Regions from separate parts of the Mus musculus genome. Here region 1 is linked to region 2. Evidence: chromatin contacts called from public HiChIP or PLAC-seq data. All regions are on one chromosome and are shown on one strand. Each heading gives the region's core, a stretch centred on a gene start, on an enhancer-like site or on the middle of the called end of the contact. The rest is flanking DNA. Distances are from core to core; before and after follow the strand shown. Region 1 overlaps Ankrd11 (ankyrin repeat domain 11). Region 2 overlaps Zfpm1 (zinc finger protein, multitype 1).

The links. HiChIP or PLAC-seq counts read pairs in DNA pulled down with a chosen protein or histone mark.
Region 1: a contact with region 2 is called in a FOXA1 HiChIP or PLAC-seq map of pancreatic cancer cells. The contact joins two enhancer-like sites. A contact is called at or near these places in 1 of 39 promoter capture datasets (liver) and 1 of 115 datasets of contacts at active chromatin or transcription factors (pancreatic cancer cells).

What each region holds. Positions count from the first base shown.
Region 1 is chr8:123,018,903-123,024,699 of GRCm38.p6, forward strand. The region is part of intron 1 of Ankrd11 (ankyrin repeat domain 11); the gene reads right to left. Among named protein-coding and RNA genes, the nearest start is that of Ankrd11, 20 kb to the right of the region's middle. Within about 2 kb of position 2,154, at least 115 of the 459 cell types and tissues checked have an H3K27ac peak or open chromatin away from gene starts, as enhancers often do. A contact at or near this core is called in pancreatic cancer cells, where this site is marked.
Region 2 is chr8:122,311,192-122,316,980 of GRCm38.p6, forward strand. The region is part of intron 3 of Zfpm1 (zinc finger protein, multitype 1); the gene reads left to right. Among named protein-coding and RNA genes, the nearest start is that of Gm39269, 29 kb to the left of the region's middle. RefSeq lists enhancers at 2,072-2,471, 3,747-4,003. Within about 2 kb of position 2,325, at least 31 of the 459 cell types and tissues checked have an H3K27ac peak or open chromatin away from gene starts, as enhancers often do. A contact at or near this core is called in pancreatic cancer cells, where this site is marked.

The DNA.
Region 1 (5,797 bases), core at 904-3,403, 710 kb after region 2:
CCTCCTGCCACCTTCCATACACAAACTACATTAGCATAGATGGCCAAAGGGGCACCAGCCATGCAGGCACTGGTCCAAGGGCAGAACCTGAGAGCACAGTTTGTGCTTTCATGACCTACTGCTCATCCTACCAAATGTCACTATAAACTACCCCAGAGTTTCAAACAATTACTATAGTCCAAGAGTTGTTCTTTTAATAAGTTTAACACAGTGCAGATTTACAAATTAAAATACGTCACCAGCTTTAACTTCCAAAACATACATAATGGCCCAAAATTCATCAACAGAAATTCAAAAAAACTCTTAAAATTTAAAGTGCAGTAATATGGCTGAGCAGGTTAAAGGTGTTTGACCACCAGAGTTCAAACTCAAGATGGAAGAACTGATTGCCCAAATTTGTCTTCTGACCTCCACATGTGTGTACACACACACACACACACACACACACATACATACACACACTTATATACACACCATACACATACACACACACACACACACACACTTATATACACACCATACACAGTAATAATAATAAAGTAAAAGCCCAGCAGTGGTGGATCACACCTTTAATTGCAGCACTTGGGAGGCAGAGGCAGGCGGATTTCTGAGTTCGAGGCCAGCCTGGACTACAGAGTGAGTTCCAAGACAGCCAGGGCTACACAGAGAAACCCTGTCTCAAAAACAAGTCAATCAGAGCACTGTAGGGATGTCTCAGTTGTTAGGAGCACTGACTGCTCTTCCAGAGGAACCGGGTTCAATTCCCAGCACCCACAGGACAACACAGAACTGTTTGTAATTCCAGTTCCAGGGCTATCTGACACAGACATATATGCAGGCAAAACACCAATGACCATAAAATAAAAATAAATTAGAAAATAAATAAATAAACCTTTGAATGAGCATCCATGAGGATTTCTAAAAAACAATATTAAAGTTAGCCTTTAAACAAGAATTCATGCAGATGAACTCAACCCTTACTAATTTTCTCTCTCCTTTCTTGAATAGACACTGAATAGTACACCTGGGTAGTACAGGGGGGCAAATGGCTTATTGGGAAACTTCACAACTGGGGACTAATTTTACATGTTATTCATGAAGTCATTTTTCAATAGACTCTCCTGATTGCTTTCTCTGCAGGATTATCTTACAGAAGAGAAAAAACCTACAACATTCTTGAATAGCCACTGGAGCTAGACATACAAACTAACTCCCAGGTAAGAAGAAAGCCATGAGCACTCCACTGGAGGACAAAGCTGACAAACAGCACCTAGATAAGGAGAGAATGTGACTTCTCTCTAATGGAGCAGGTTCTGATGTTCTTGTGACCGTCAGGTGAGATGTTCCCTCCCTCCCTCCAGGGAAGTGGGAAGTGGAAAGGCCCACAACCCAGCACTGCATCAGCAGTCACTAACACCTCAGCTGTTTCTATAGCAACCAGGAAGAAAACATAAAACTCCCAGCTTTATATATTGTTCTCTATTACAATGAAATATTGAAGTCAGGCAAGGAATTTTGACAAGGAACCAAGTAGACCGTATCTATAACATTAATGCTAATTTTTTATTCACCACCCACATGGAACTGATTTTACCTTCAATTCTAAAGTAAATCATTATTCACATCAGGAATATGAAAATTACTTATGAGCAATAAACATTTCTATCTAGAAAAAAAATCTCGAAGCCAGGCGTGGCAGCACACAGCATCACCCCAATGCCTGGGAAGCGGAGGCGGGAGGACCAGTGCTCCAATGCCAGTTCCACAGAATAAAGACTGAGGGCGCGAGTTACACAAGACTAGGAGTTGGTTTGTTCTTGTTGTTCTTGTTGTTGTTGCTGCTGTTGCTGTTTTTAAAGCCGGGCATAGTGTCCCACCATGGGTTTTAATTAATCCAATCACTGGAGAATCAGAGAGAGGTAGGTGGGTGAATCCATGAGTTTGAGGCCAGCCTGGTCTACACAGTGAGTCCCCGGACAGCCAGTTACATAAAGCCCTGTTTCAAGAGCAAAGGAAAAGAAAAAAGAACTCCAACTCAGTACTTCAACTAATCACACAAACACATGTACAAAGAGGCTGGCAAGATGGCTCAGCAAGGACATTTGTACCTTGATGTCAACTCCCAGAGCACACATTGTGAAAGGAGAGAGCTCACTCTCCCCAGTTGTCCTCTGACCTCCACACACGAGCTGTGGCATATGCACACCCATACTCATGCACACCCATATTCATGCATTCATATTCTCTTCTTCTGTCAATAAAAAAACTGTACAACACAAATCAAACCCAAACACTCTATGCCATAGCCTTAATAATCCACAAGCAGGATGGTCACTCTTCCTCACACAGGCAGAATCACAGCTCTTACTACAAGAATGTTAGTATTTCTTACTATCCTCTGGTTCTAGACTATTTATAGAACAGAAAAGTGATTGCTGTGTAACAATGTAATTCACAAGCCAACAGGAAAAAAATACAAACCAAAACCTGGCACATCAGGAGAGGCAAATCCAACCAGCACACCTGCCTCTAACCAGTTGGGGCAGGCAAGTTGCAACACTGTCCTGACTCAGCTAGGCGTGGCTCCCCAGCCCAGTAGTTACAAAAGCACACACACAAAGCCTTTAGGGATAAGTCTCCATAAAAGGTCTTTTCACTGGAGCAACAGTGGTTTGGTTCCTAAGTAAAGAGGCTCTATGTACCACTGCCTATATGACCAGCCACCCACCAGAGCCCAGGCCACAGCCAGTACCACCAAAACACAAAGCTGCTCTTCTCTCCCATCCATTTGGACTATCCAAGAACCACTTTTCCCTTGCATCCAGACCCACTTCTGATCTTGAGTCTAAGTGCATTTACTGGTAGTAAAGCTGACTGAACTCAAGGATCCTATGCACACTTATGCAATGCTTTATTTCATGTTCCCTTCTGCCTTTTCAGGCACTGTTCTACACAGAGGCAAACCCATTCCCTTGATACACATGAATATCAGGAACTCATCAGCACTTTTTAGGCAGAGACAGAAGTGCTATCAAATCCAAGTAAAACGCAATCCCCAGCCTTGCAAAACCTTTCACTTTCAGGTTACCAGGTAGTCGTGGATTTCAAACATCTGACCCACAATGAATTCAAGAAAAGCAGAACACACAGGAGATACATAGAGTCTTTTAAGCTGGATTTGAAGATCTAGTTCCAGGGGTTCTGTCATTTTCTAGCTTCTGGGGATATCTACACACATATATCAAATAATCATAAACACACATCATTTAAAAAAATAAAAATATAAAACTGCCCGGCGAGCCAGTGCATTCTTTTTTTTTTTTTGGGGGGGGTTTTGTTTTGAGACAGGGTTTCTCTGTGTAGCCCTGCCTGTCCTGGAACTCACTCTGTAGACCAGGCTGGCCTCGAACTCAGAAATCCACCTGCCTCTGCCTCCCCAGTGCTGGGATTAAAGGAGTGTCCCACCACCACCAGGCTCCAAGACAGGTTTTTAAAAAGCAATTACTGTATATCTACAACTCTGTGTGTGTTTGTATGCACAGAAAAAAAAAATCCGTCTGCATACTCTGTAATTTAGTAATTACTAATAAAAATATTGACTATGAAAACCAGAAGTGGGAAAAGATGGCGGGGGGGTGAGAAACCTGTGTTTGAGTGGAGTGTACATGACCCAACAAGTCACCGTGTGCCTTAAGGGTGGCTGTGAATGTTCCAGAATGTCCAGACTGTGTGCAAAATACATGTGTGTCTCAATGGGAAAAACAAACAAAAAAGAAAGAAAAAAAGAAAACCAGAAGTAAATTCTCTAGGATTTATAGCAAGTGGATTTTTGCTCTTACGTTATTTTTTGTGGTACTGGGAACTGAATCTGGAAACTTACACATGCTAAACACTTAAGTACTCTACCATCACCCCAGCCTAGCATGCTTTTACCACAGTCTGGAATTCCCTGTAGTGTCCCGGGCCTCTCCTTGCTCCTTAAGTCTGTCTGAGTCACTACAGGAGCTGAGGAGTAGAAGTCATGCTCTTGGCTCCACATTATGCTGGCATTCACCTTACACTATTACAAAGCATGTGACAAACATTCATAGGCCTGTACAGACTAGAATATAAGATGTGGTAACCTGCTGAAACACATGAGGCTTGAAGAGTGGGGGTAGCAGGCAGAAGCCTCGTCCATCAACATCTACAAAGTGTTAGGAAACAGTATGAGCCAGGGTATGGTAGTGCATGCCACTACCCAGAACATGGGAGGCAGAAGAGCTCACAGGCAGCCTGAGCTACAGACCAAAATTCCAGGCCACCTAGGGCTACAGTGTAAGACCCTTATCTCCAAAAAAATGTAAAAAGACAGACAGACAGACAGAGAAGGGAGGGAAAGCTATAAGAAGGGGATAGAAACAAACAACAGATGGCTAGGGTCAGAACTCAATGGTTGAGCACTTACCTGCTATATGTAAGGCCCCACGTTCAATTCCCAGTAGTACAAAAAGGAAAAGGAAAAAAAAGGAAAAAAGAAGCAACATGATTTTCTTTGGTCTCACCATAGTCTTATGAACTTTTAAATAAGAAACCAAAATAAGGGGCTGGTGAGATGGCTCAGTGGGTAAGAGCACCCGACTGCTCTTCCGAAGGTCCAAAGTTCAAATCCCAGCAACCACATGGTGGCTCACAACCATCTGTAACAAGATCTGACTCCCTCTTCTGGAGTGTCTGATAAATCTTTAAAAAAAAAAAAAAAAAAAAAAAAAAAGAAACCAAAATAAAGTAAAAAAGCACCAAAAAATATTTTTCCAATATTTTTATTACTAAAAGGGTAAAAAAAATAAATAAGTAAAAGTGTGTTTGGCAAGCATGAGTGCTGCAGCCTGACTCTTGTGTTTGCACTGCACTCTTGCTGTAGCATTTAAAAGCATATGGCCGCCATCAAAACCTCACTTTTCAGAGCTAGAGAGATAGCTCAGCAACTGGTTATGCATAACAACCTAAAGTCAATCCTCAGGATACACAAGATGAAAACTAACTTCTGAAAGTTGACCTCTGAACTCTATACAAACAAGTGAGCAACGCTAAATGTAACTTTTATAAGTAATAAAAAAAAGGAAAACACTTTCTAAAAAATACCAGCAAATTAACAATACTCTAATACCTAGTTCATATATACATGTACATACACACACACACACATATATGTGTACAAGTGAATGTACTTAATGCCAATAAACTGAACACTTTTTTTTATATGTGTGACTAAGACACACCAGAGGAGAGCATTAGATCCCATTACAGATGGTTGTGAGCCACCATGTGGTTGCTGGGAATTGAACTCAGGTCCTCTGGAAGAGCAGTCAGTGCTCTTAATTGCTGCGCCATCTCTCCAGCCCAACTGAACACCTTTGTTAAAAAAGGGTACAAAGAGTAGCTGGAGGGAACATTCTAGGCTGTCTGAGAAACAACCCCGCTAACTGTATCTAAAGATCCATTTTCACTGAAAGACAGGTCTGTACTTTGGGAATGAGGAACTAGTATGCTTCACCAAGGCCACCATCATGCACTCTGCACTGGAAATTTGACCTTGCTGAAATGTTAGATTGATGAAGAAATTATGCAGCAATAAAACCAACTCATCAATCTCTGACCTCAAAGTACTTGTGTTTTTTAGCTTTGTTTGTTTTTCTTTCTTCAATTTTTCAGAGTGCTAGTGATGAACATATCTGGATATAAGAGAAAGTAGGTTACAATAAAAGTTCTTGAAACAGCCGGGCGTGGTGGCGCACGCCTTTGATCCCAGCACTCA
Region 2 (5,789 bases), core at 1,075-3,574:
CATGGCCACCTTGCTATGGCATGTGGAGACTTGTCCCAGGAGCTTGGTGCCCCCAGTGTCATACGCCTCCTATCACCAGCCCTTAAAGTCAGGAGACTTGCAAACACACCAGCCCTGTCACCTTCCCCCAGCCCCCACCCTGCCTGGTCTTGAGCAAGTGGCTCAAAGGAGCAAAAGTAAACAGGGCTGGAGGGCTGGAGACTGCTGTCAGGTATCACAGTGGGTCCTCTTTCTAGGGATTCCTCCAGGGCCAGCTTCAGCAAAGGAATCGATAGACCACCCAGTTCCTTCCAAAGGACTACATAGAACTGGGGAGGTTTGGGACACAGAGGGACTGTAACCTTCCCAGGTGCCCCCAAAGGCTTCATGCATGCCATCAGTACACCAACTGTGTGCTGTTTGCCTGTGCCAGTATTCCATCTGTAATGAGTCTCTCCAGCCTCCTCTGAGGGTCTGTCTGGAAGGGCAACTGAGTCACTATGGTGGCCCCAACCCATCCCTGAGGTGTGCTTTCCTATAAAATGAGTGCAGAGGCCCAGAGTGTTCCACTAGCTGTCAGTAGGAATGCTAGCAGTGGGGACAAGGGTCAGCGGGACTTCAGCAGCCTTCTTCTGTCCTATGGGTGTCTTGAGCCCAGAGCTTATTCTAGTCACTGCTGTCTGAGAGCAGGGTCCAGGGGCAGAGCCTGAACTTGAGGCAGACTATAAAGGGGAAGGCAGAGGGGAGCAAGAGGCCATCAGAGTGACTTGGGAAGGCTACCCCAAGCACATTAGCCCCATGTGACCGTGCTAGGTGACCCAAGACCATCCATGTCCAGGCAGGACCCAGGTCTCAGTTCTGGAAGCCCTGGAGGTGAAGCAGGGGCATCAGGTGAAGCAGGGGCATCAGGAGAGCCACCTGAAGCCCTCCAGGTGAAGCAGGGGCATCAGGTGAAGCAGGGGCATCAGGAGAGCCACCTGAAGCCCTCCAGGTGAAGCAGGGGCATCAGGTGAAGCAGGGGCATCAGGAGAGCCACCTGAAGCCCTCCAGGCTCACTGCCCCGAATCCATGTGAGGATACACAGGCTAGATGAACAGCCCCATCCTGGCCTTCTGGGAGGGTCTAGACAGACAGACAGACAGACAGATAGATGGGCAGGCAGGCAGGCAGGCCTTCCAGCCTCTTCCAGGGACAGAGAGAATAGACAGGCATGCCATGGGAGTGTCGAGGCGCTTAGGTGGAGATCTGGCCAAATCCTGAGGAGGCTGTGGAAGGGGAGAGCACTGGCTAGGAATGGGGCAGCACCCTCCCATGCACACTTTTGGAAAAGACGTGACTGGAGCACATGGCCCTTAGGAAGAGTTAGGACCTGTAAGTCTGCCACCTCCAAGCTCCACAGACAAAGCAGAGCAGGGAAGGGGAGCCCTGTGGCTCCTGACAGTTGAAACCAAGGCTCCTGGCTGACCCCACAGTCCTGGCCTGAGGGAGCCCAGCTAGGGTGGGAAGAACTGTTGTCTCTTCCGCCCAGGAGTTTCTTGGAGCCCAGAACTCTTTCCAGGAGCTGCTATGATCTGAGCAAGAGCCAATCAGCCCATCCCAACTCCTAGAGGCAGGGCCAAGAAGCCTGGCCCTGGATCAGGCCAGTATGTCCCTGAACAGTGTCAGCCAGTACAGGGGGTGCCAGGGTGTCAAGGCCAAGTGGGAGAGCAAGGGGCAGCACTGGAGAGGACCCCATCTCTAGGCTGACGGCTGAAAGGCACATTAGGATACAGGGAGGTATTCAGGCAAGGAGCTGGGTGTGCAGAGGTCCTGAGGCACTGGGGTCATGGCATAATGGAGCCTTAGGGTTATGGTAATGGGGGGAGGGGACACGGGGGTAAGAGTTCAGGGCACAGACAGTCAGGGTCCAGGTTATGAGCCATAGACCTTGTGGACAACCAGCCCTCACAGCCTTGTCTTGTGGTGCTGGGGATGGGATCCCAGCTCTCAAGCTAGCCAGGAAAGCACTTCACCTCCAAGCCACACCGAGGCCCAGAATTCTTGGCTGCACCGTGAAGATGCTGAAAGGCACTGGTCGGCTTTGATCACCTGCCTGGGAGAACGGATCAGTGGTAGAGCATCCTGGGGTCTCGGGGTGCAAGGGGCTGCTGCTAGGGCCACAGGAGGTGGTGGTGGCCATTTCCTGTCGGAGGCTCCAGCCAGATATCCTGCCTAGGGTCCCAGGGAACCAGGAGACAGGACCCCTCCCTCCCGTGGAGCGGTAACTTGTTATCTAGACTGTGTCCGGCTGACTAATCTTGCAGGCCCGGGGTTTCTGTGTGAACCTCAAGGCCTGTTATCTGGCGGCCGAGGCAGGACTGCTCGTCCTGATGGACAGCCTGGGAGATGGGCCGATAGCTGGCCATGCTCCCCTCCCCACAACCGACTGGCTTGCATGTGTGGGTGGGAAAAATCATTCCAGCTATTTTGCGTTATCATGGGGCCTGGCGTGGCAAGTGATAGGCCTGTTTGTCTAAGATTAGTCAGCAGGGGAGGGGGCACTGGTAGATGATAGGGGTCACTCTGGGGTCAGCTTCAGAGCCCAGCCTACTACCTTGGAACCCCTTTGAAGACTCCTGTTTTTCTGAGACCCCAGGGTTGCTATGAACAATCTGAAGCTAGAACATGGTGAAAAGACCTAAGGAAATTGTATCTTTACTGTCGGGCATGTTCATCGGGCATGTTCTTCCTGAATAGTCACTGAGTACCTTGGGGGTGGGGGACAGGCACCCTCAGGGCCTGGAAAGACACAAGGATGGCCTTGACCTCCTGGAATGTATAGGAAATACAACCACCCTCCGAGTCCAAGGCCAGAGATGATTCTAGATGGCGTCGGAGTGAGACTCCCTAAGCCAACACACCACCAGCCACCCAGTGATAGTGTGTTGGAGCAAAAGACACCATGATAAGTCTCAGCTGAGTGTACACAGCTGGATCTCACTGCAGGGTGAGGAGGAAGGGGGCTCAGAGGTAGGGGACCCCATCAAGGGGGGGGCACTATGGTGGTATGCAAGTGATTGTTCTGCAAACAAGGGTTAGAGGTCATAGCCTAAGGTCAGCATGGGCCATGGGGGGATGGCTGGCAGGTGGGGATGGGCACCCTGGCTGCCTGCTGGCTCTATCCACCTGAGTCCTAGGCTAGCCATAACAACTGTTCTTGAGCCTTGGGCCTCAGACACTGCAAAGGAGGGGACTCTCACAAACTGCCCTCCTCCCCATGCTGCCTCCCCCTCCTCCTTTCTTCTCATACAGTGAGCATCTGGCCCATGACACATGCTATGTGTCCTGCCACACATCTTGGGGTTGAGGACCTCATCTGAGTGAGCAGCAGCTACAATGGCAGCCAATCACCAAGGGACAGAAAAGTGGCCAAGACATGGGGATGTAGCTATGTGGTCCAGTGCCCAGGACTCTCGCAGAGTTCTTTCTGACTCCTGATGAATGGTCCAAAGGCACAGCTGGTGTAACAGCATCAGGAGAAGTAGGAGACCAGGTGTGACAGATGGGTCTGCTCTGGGAGCAGGTCCCATTGGCTGTTGTGTGGGTAAAAACAGAGCCCAGACGAATTCTCAAAAGACACGAGAGTATACTCTCCAGGCAGCAGGAGGCACTGTGGTACCCCATTACAGATGTGGAAACTGAGGCAGACAAGATGGACAGCTCTGGGGAGAACTGAGCAGGCCTCTTGGGAGAGTCCATTGCCTACCACAAAGTCTCATCCCAAGGAGCTCTCAGTAGACACTGTAGGCAGTGGACAGACAACAGGACATCCAGTGGGAAGTGCAGGTGGAGCCCGAGAGGGGCCCCAGGCCTGGCTGCCCACCACGTGTGGCCCACTGACCTCACCCCCTTCCGGACTTGCTGTCTGTGGCCAGGGCAGGCTATCTCGGTGGCGGCACTAATCAAGTCACTTCCTTCTCCGCCCTCCCACCAGCTTCCTGCCTAGCTAGCAGCCCCACAGCCGGCCCCGACATCAGCCAGGCAGGTCCCAGCCTTGCCAGGGGAGCTACAACCATTGTCTTCCAGCAGTGTCCCTCCTGTCCCCTCCCTGGTTATAAGGTCGACATGGGCTGTGTGTTCGGTGAGGAACAGCTGTTGTCACTGAGGCCGTGGTTAATGGTGCCACCTGTGTCACCAGTGCTGCTGCTCTGAGCCCCAGCGTGTGACTGACTTTAACACTGCCGCTGGCTTACTGGCCACAGGTACCCTAACTGTGGCCATTGCTGGTAAATTGTTCTTGCTAGCAACATCACCACAGGTGTGAGAGCCAGCTCTGACTGCCACCTCACTTGCTATTTTCTGGCTGTCATGCCCCATCCTGGCTAGAGTTACATTTGCCCCAGCCATTTCTACCATGACCAGAGTACCTAGTAGAAATAAGATGGGGTGGCCCTGGCTTCTATCCCCATTCCTCTCATTTTGACTGGTAGCCGTGATTTCCTCATCCAGAGAGCTTCCGTTTCTCAGGGTGACTGCTGTAAGGCGGAGCAGGCAAAGTGGGTAAACTTGCACTTCCCTGTGCCCACGGCTAGGATCCATACAGGTCCAGGGTCCAGCCACGGTGCTGAGTCGCACGGGTACTGGGACGCACGGGTACTGAGACATACAGGTACTGGGACATACTCCCTCCTCTCTCTTGCTGTCCCACAAGGGAAACTGAGGCAATTCTGCTTACTTGTGGGTAGCACTGCCCTTGTGTGAGCAGCATTTATGAGACCCTCCTGTGAGACCCAAGATGGGAGCCAGGAAGCAACCCCCACCCACCCCCTGCCAGCCCTGTGACATTGCTGTTCTTTGAGAGGCACCCCTTCCCCATAGCCACAATGGCTCCTTATTTATTTATTTATTTATTACCTCTCTATCTCTGTGCGTAACTTTTGATTTCCTCGCTGCGTTTTTTCCATTATGGAGGCGGTGGACGCAGCCGATAAGATCGGTCCCCAGAGATGGGACAAAGGGGCCGCCGTCGGCTCGAGGGCTGGTCATATCCTGCACGCAAGGGCCCAGCGCGGCCTGAGATGAGGCGAGATGCTATCATACCTTATTGTGTCTCATGGGGGCTCTGCCCACCCGGCCCTGCCCCCAGCTGGGCTATCTGGGTCCTCTGGAATCACCACAGGCCTTGGATTCGTCCTTCAAGCCACCAAGCCCCCGTGTCCTCTACACATATCTGGTGCTATGGGGTGACTTGGGGACCACTAGCCAAGGCCTATCATAGTCCTTTGCTGCCTAAGCAGAGACTTGACAGAGCTCTGGGAATTTATCCAGAAAGCCAGGAGTGTGGACAGCAGATCGGTGAGGATGGCCATTGTAGTGAAGCCAGAGGACACTTCTGACCTTAAAAATTTTCTACAAGAGCTGGGCAGTGGTGGCACATGCCTTTAATCCCAGCACTTGACAGGCAAAGGCAGGTGGATCTTTGAGTTAGAGGCCAGTCTGGTCTACAGAGTGAGTTCCAGGACAGCCAGGGTTACACAGAGAAACCTGATCCTGGGGCAAAAAGAGTTACAGAAGAGAGCAGAAGTCGTTCTAACAGATGCAGACCCCACAGGATGCTGTAAGAAGTCCCTGAGCCCAGCAGGCTTGACCAACATGCTCCACTGACACTCACAGAGCCACCAAACTGCAGAGTCTCCCAAACCCAGGTCACGATGTATTCTAGGTCACTTGTAGATTGTGGGAAGGTGGGACAGGTGCCCCGGGACAAGCTCCAATGCCCAGCCACCGCTGGCTGCCCAGTTCCAGGCCAGCAGGGAGCTGCCGCAGGAGAC